Regions from separate parts of the Triticum aestivum genome. Here region 2 is linked to region 1. The links are chromatin contacts, called in public Hi-C maps. All regions are on one chromosome and are shown on one strand. Each heading gives the region's core, a stretch centred on a gene start, on an enhancer-like site or on the middle of the called end of the contact. The rest is flanking DNA. Distances are from core to core; before and after follow the strand shown.

Region 1 (3,415 bases), core at 449-2,948:
TCAGTTAGCTCATGAGTAGGTTCTGCTTTTCTTTTTTCCTTGAACCGAGTAGTTTCTGCTCTTGAACAAATGAGTCGAGGATGTGAAATGTTTTCTAGTGCATACATGTTTCCTGTTACTGTTTCGTTGCTACACAACTATTCTGAGTCATATTTCACATGGCGTATCATTAGCGCAGTCGGCATACATGTTTCCTGTTACTGTTTCGTTGCTACACAACTATTCTGAGTCATATTTCACATGGCGTATCATTAGCGCAGTCGGCGTGACTGCCGGTTTAAAATGCAAATAACTTTACTAAGCTAGTAAGCTCTGGGATAAATTTTGCCTAAAGTGACTTTGTTATATTTCTATAGCATGAATGGAACATTTTTATAGCCTGCAGCCATTCTTTAGCAGCTATCATTTAACACTTGAGTTACAGAAAAGCAAATATACAGGTAAATCGAGCAGTTATTCCTCTACGAAAAATAAGACTGACAACACAAATACACAATACATAGTTCTTAGGAGTTCCACTTGTCTTGCTCAGAGCTGGTACATAAAGTAGCTTTTGACTCAAGTCATTTGAATACCATCTTTGTAGTTTGGAACCTTGATACCTTGTCTGTGAACTTGGTAGCGGAATAGAAATTAAGGTAGTCTTGGAAACGGTATTGGCTAGGATATGTGAGATTTGGAGCTGGGAAGATTATAGCATCGGCACCTGGGTTATAGAATGTCGCAATAGATAGGCGGCTCCCATTCTGATTGGGAAGTACCTGATGGCAAATGCTCTTATATATTCCATTGCTTATCACTTCAATCTGATCTCCGAGGTTTACGAAAATTCTATTTCCTTTTGTTGGTGGTATTGAGATCCACCTACCATCTTTCATGAACTGCAAACCTGGGACCAAGTCATCTTGAAATAGAAGTATGATCCCCCCAGCATCAGTGTGTCCACGGAGTCCCATCACTACTTCTGGGTGACTACACCTGGGGTATTTTGCCACCTTTATGCCTATGGAAGGCTTAGTGAAAGCTTTCTTCAGGTAATCCTTGTCCAGCCCAAGATTTTCACTCATGACTTCTGCTAGCTGCTCGGCCAACTTGACTACTTCTTCAGCATATTCAGGAACTGTAGTACTGCACAGTTGATTAGTTTGTATTAGTACACTTACAAACTTCACAACCTCTAATTTCCTGATTTACTAGGCATCTGAACTGCGGTTTATGGTGATATACTACTATAATTTAGATTGCAAACTCACCGAAGCAGCTCCGGAATGTCATGAATATTTGATTTTGGCTGATGATGATACATGAAGCTGCACTCCCAGTCAACATTTGAGGTGACTTTGTCAGGACCAACGGTTTTTGCTATCTCAGAGCTGTAGAAGTTCTTCTCCATGTTTTGCTCATAGTGTTTATTCACCAGTTCCTTGGTTCTGTCCATGAGGTCATCATTGATTCCATGATTCTCCAGCTGGCATAAAGTTATGGTGCATAACAAATGACAACAGTGAGAAGGTAGAGTGTAAATGTATTTCATCAATATAATGATCTTATATTTCCTTACTTACCCAAAAGAATCCCCATTGTGCACAGGCATCATGGAGAAGCGAAAGTGTCTCTGATCTCTTCTCGCCATGTAGCTCATCCATCTTTATCACTGGAATTTCCATTTCCTGAAACACTGAGTATGGATTTCTAGCAAAATGGGCTAACCTTCTCAAGTTGATCTGCTACAGCTACAGAAAACTAGGTATTTATAATGGCCGAGACACGAATGCTGGGAAATACTTTTTCCTGGATTTCAGAACATGATGTGGTTTGAAAATGAAAGAAAGCTTGTTTTCTCATGATGCACATGTAAAATCATGTCCAGGTACATTTCACTACATGATGTGGTTCGAAATTGCCATGTGATGTAGCCAGTATAACTGCATAACTTGTCTAGCATCCTTCAGAACTAATCATCATGGTGGTTGACTTATGAGCTACACATGGTGCCTATTCGCCCATCCTGTTTTACTTGCATATAAAAGTGAATGGTGGTGGCAGCCATCTTAGTTAGATTACAAATTACCTTCATTGGATCAGCCCCGCCGCCCTGAATCGTGGTGATGATGTTACCGCGGCACAGATCAGGGAGGAGTAAAATCTCAGTTTGGAGATCTTTCAGGTCAGACTAATCATGACTGTTGGTCTGACTTTCTGATTCAATGCATGAAGGCCTGTATGCAGAGTCAACCACAGAATAACTTAAATTCATCCTTGATCAATTCGTTGCAGTTTCGTACGCCGATGTGAGCCTAGATTTTCTCAGGGATTTGCTAGATCGTGTTTGCAATTTTCTAAAACTGCACTTGTCAGTTTTCTGTGGAAGCAGCTCCCCTGACGTACGGCACATGCCGTTGGGGGCACTGACATGTGGGCCTGATCCCTGATGGGCCCACCTATCAGTGGCCGAACGGTACCCTGCCGCACGGCAGAGAATCCTCGTCGTTTTCTGTAGATTACTATTGAGCCACCTCTGGGAATACAAGATGATGTTTAATCCCCAGCCCTTAATGGTTAGCTGAATTCTGCCTCTCGCCTCACTAATACTCCCTCCGTTCCATAATTATTGTCGTGGTTTTAGTTCCTTCATTTCTCGAAGCATCTGCTGTGTCTTTAAGACCGACGATCAATCACCTCAAATATAAGATGCATCTGATATCTGAACACCGTTACATTTTTTTTTATTCCTGTTGAAGGGTTGAGACTCATGTGCTTGACTAAAGCCAATAGATGCTCTGTTGGTGCATGCTTATTTGCTGAAGGGCTCTTAACTTGTTTTCATTTCAGCTAACCGAAATTCCATTTCTTGGAACTGAGTGTAAAGTTAGTGTGTCACCGATATCTAGTTGAAAGTTGAGCTACTGTTTTCCTTAATAAGACGCCCTTTGGTTGTCTTTTCTTTAGAAAAATATAAATATTTACATGTAATGTAACCACACTAATTTTACACCGATTCCAAGGGTGAAACTTTTTTTCTTTACTTTTTTGCTTGCCCCTCATGCGCTTTGCCCTTTAGGCCATAATGAGTTCGACTGGGTGTGTGTGTGGTCCTCCAACGTCCATTCCACCCTGATGGGTGATGGCTCTGATGAAAGAAGTCGATATAACCCTCTAGGGTTTTAGAAACCGGCATCCAGCCTCAAACAGTAAAACAGTTAATTAACCTCTAAAATTTATAGTACAGGCAAATCACCCCCTAATCCCAATTAAGGGTTTATTTGGTTGCCTAGGTTCCTCGGATCCCTTGCTTTTTCTGGGACCGAAACCCACGTGCAAACTCAAAACCCTCTCTTTGGATGTTCTAATCCACAGGACGTGCCAGCAAGCGAGGGAGCAGAGTTTCGTGAGGAGGCGGAGGAGCATCGTGCGG
Region 2 (3,415 bases), core at 584-3,083, 50 kb before region 1:
TTTGTCTAGACACATTTAAGAGTTTCATCTTTCAAATACTTGACTAACATTTTTTAAATAAAATATTAATATTTTGTAAACATGGTCAATATTTCCTCTATTCACATTTAATAAATTTCAAATACAATATTTTTGAAACATTTTTTATCAATTCCTTGATTAAAAAAATAATACATTATCAACTTTTTTCATAAACATTGTATATTTTTGTATACATTTTTGTTATACTTTAGAAACATTTTATATACACATTTAACATTTTTCAAATGTTTTATGGAAGTGTTTTTGAATGTTTGGAAATATAAACCAAGATAAAAGGTAAGCAAAAACGTGAAAAACAGAAGAAGAAAAATTCCTTTGTAAATGCTATCGCCACAGGCAGTTCATGTAGCCTCACAATAGCACGTCTCATGCGCTAGGTGGGATGGCTAGCAACAGCTGATTCTACTGAGGCGATCAGTGTTTGAACCCTCTTCCATTTTCTGTTGTGTTCCACTGGCTATGCCTTGCGAGCCAGCCCAAAAGCAGGCGGCCTCTAGCTTACTAGGCCGGTCTAGTATTATACTCCATCCGTCCGAAATATTTGTCCAAAAAATGGGTAAAATGAATATATCCAAAACTAAAATACGTTTAGATACATCCATACCTTCGACAAATAGAACACGTACTTTTATCAGTATGCTATCTTCGGGTTTTGTTTGCAGCATATTTTGGTTTTTATTTTTTTTTAACCGTGTCTATATTATACATCAGGGACAATTTTTTGCGCTTCCTATCATTTATCAAATATATGATTAATGATATTTGAAAATTTTCTATTTTTCATACACATTGTATATTTTTATATGCATATAAAAAATGACACACTTTATATTTATTTAAAGGACTGGAGTAACTTCCGACTGATCGCCAGGTCGCTACAGATCCGAACGCTTCATTTGTACCTTTCTATAATCACACTACTAATTCCTCTTTTCTTTACTAGCTAATCACGTCCCTGAGGGAATCGCATGAAGCTTGTTGATCCTATGTGCATGTAAATTAAAAGATAAAACAGATCATGTAAGCAAAATATTCTTTCTATTTTAAAATTTTAAGATATTTTGTAGCTTAAACCGTCGCTTCTATTTGAAATATATTTTAATATAAAAAATCGTCGTGACAAGATCTTCAAAATTATAACCCATGTTGATATGTTTCGACGACTTCTGTTTCAGGTCAATAGATACCATGTCTGGACTACGTAAACTATCACATCTACAACTTGTAACTTATCATTGTGGTTACACTGAAATTACCACAGTATGTTTGAACTACTTTATTTTTTCCTGGCTCCTCCTCAGCCGGCCGGCGCCTCCTGCCTCTGGTGATCCGTGAGACCGTCTCAACCTTCCGTCCTACACCGATACGTATTCAGGTAATTTTCTCATGTTCGTATACGTATTGACTTGCGATGATGCTATGTCCTCATCGCTTTCACCCATAAATCATTGACTGATTATATTGTCACTTTTCCAATATTTCAGACGTTTATCTTGTCACGCAGCCGCCGTCATGTTTTGGGTTGGTATTCTCCGCTCGCAACCCAGCAATGACGTCCAAGTTTCAGTTGAACACGGAATTTGACAGATAAGATCACAATAACTTTTGCACATCGCTGTCACAAATCAAAAGCTTGAGTGTGAGGTTGCATCTCCTCCAAAAATGGATAAGGAGAAGAAGAATGCCCTTAAATGTTTTCACTAGAAAAGAAGAGAGTCCATAAGTGCCAAGGTGACAGGCTCTGCCCTCTACACCGGCTTGTCGTGCTATTCGACCGTACTAGAATAGAATAACAGAACTATTGAGAATTTATGAACGAGGAAGCATGCTTCTGTGCAGCCGTCTTATCCCCCTTGACGGGTCCTCAGCTGCTGAAATGGATTTGTTATCATTGACCTGATAGATAGAGATACCAGTCACTGGCCCTACGGTTTTCTTTGACAGCTCTGAGATGGGCCACCGTTAGCAGTATGGGAGGCTTGTAATGTATAGTAGTTGCTGAAGTGTCTGCCTCATCCATCAAAACAGTTTTGTACCCCTCCGTTCGAAATTACTTGTCTCGGAAATGTATGTATCTAGAACTAAAATACATTTAGATATATCTAGATAGCCCTGTTGCGCAATAAGTATCTAGGCCAAAAAGCGTTGTCCCAGGCGTATTGGAAACTTGGTGAGTCACATTTTTGGTCTGGTCTGATGGCGGTAAAGAAACATCTATTTTGCTTTGGATCATTCGCGATAAAGGACGGCTCTGAGATACGTTTTTGGGAGGATAGGTGGCTAGAAAACACCACTCTTTAGGAACAGTATCTGGCCTTGTACCGAATTGTACGCGATAAGAATGATACTCTTGCGCACGTGCTCAGCTCCTCCCCGCCGAATGTATCATTTAGGAGGGATTTGATTGGCCTCCGCCTTGCGTCATGGCAACATCTTCTATCCCGTTTGGATTCGGTTAACTTGACACAAAGGAGGGATGTGTTTCGCTGGAATCTCACTACATCTGGGTCCTACACAGTTGACTCTATGTACCGTGCACTCTCGCACTCAGAGGCTCCATTGAATAATAATAAACTAATATGGAAATCAAAGATGCCACTAAAAAATAAGATTTTCATGTGGTATCTTCGGAGAGGAGTTGTGCTAACAAAAGACAACCTCGCTCGACGCAACTGGCAAAGAAGTAAGAAGTGTAGTTTTTGTACTCATGACGAGACAATTAAACACCTCTTCTTTCAATGCAAGTTCGCACGTTTTATATGGTCAGTCATCCAAATAGCGTCCAATTTATATCCACCAACAAGTGTTGCCAATGTATATGGTCACTGGCTCGATGAAATACCAAATACTTTTAGTACGCTAATACGGGTGGGAGCGTCTGCCTTATTATGGTCGCTTTGGCTATGTAGAAACGATTGTGTTTTTAATGGCAAAACCTCTTCTTCTATGCAGGTTATTTACCGTTGTACGCACTGGCTTCGTATGTGGTCTACGCTACAGCGAACGGAGTATCAATCGCTGTTCAAGGCGGTGTGTATGCGGTTGGAGCGGGTGGCCAGGGAGGTTTTTACCCAACATGGGTGACAACATAATCTCTGGATCGGTCCACCTCCCCCGTCGATATTGGCATAGTTTTGGACTCATATGACTTTACTGTTGCCAACTTGTTGTTTTTTTTAATACATATTTTGCTAGACTCTTCGTTAAGGCTGTGTACATCTTAGCTATGCAGAGGCCGGGTGTCACTCATTATATTTTGTATCCACTTGATGCTGCATTATGAGTTAATAAAAACGTCATTTATCAAAAAAAAAGTAATTCCGAATAGAGGGAGTAGTTCTTGTGAATTTTGAAGCCAGGTACAAGACACCGC

Evidence for each region. Hi-C and Micro-C count contacts between places; a contact is called where the count stands out from the background.
Region 2: a Hi-C map of leaf shows a contact between it and region 1, with 3 times the contacts expected there. The contact joins the enhancer-like site here to the promoter of LOC123163108 in region 1. A contact is called at or near these places in 2 of 5 Hi-C or Micro-C datasets (leaf and an unstated tissue).

What each region holds. Positions count from the first base shown.
Region 1 is chr7B:489,286,433-489,289,847 of IWGSC CS RefSeq v2.1, reverse strand. It overlaps LOC123163108 (1-aminocyclopropane-1-carboxylate oxidase 1), which reads right to left and starts at 1,698. Exons shown (of 3, transcript XM_044580869.1): 1 at 1,566-1,698; 2 at 1,254-1,468; 3 at 564-1,128. The coding sequence starts at 1,667. The coding sequence ends at 564. It overlaps LOC123163107, which reads left to right. Exons shown (of 1, transcript XM_044580868.1): 1 at 1-396.
Region 2 is chr7B:489,336,104-489,339,518 of IWGSC CS RefSeq v2.1, reverse strand. No RefSeq gene overlaps it. Among protein-coding and RNA genes, the nearest start is that of LOC123159577, 17 kb to the right of the region's middle. Within about 2 kb of position 1,833, at least 1 of the 8 cell types and tissues checked has an H3K27ac peak or open chromatin away from gene starts, as enhancers often do. A contact at or near this core is called in leaf, where this site is marked.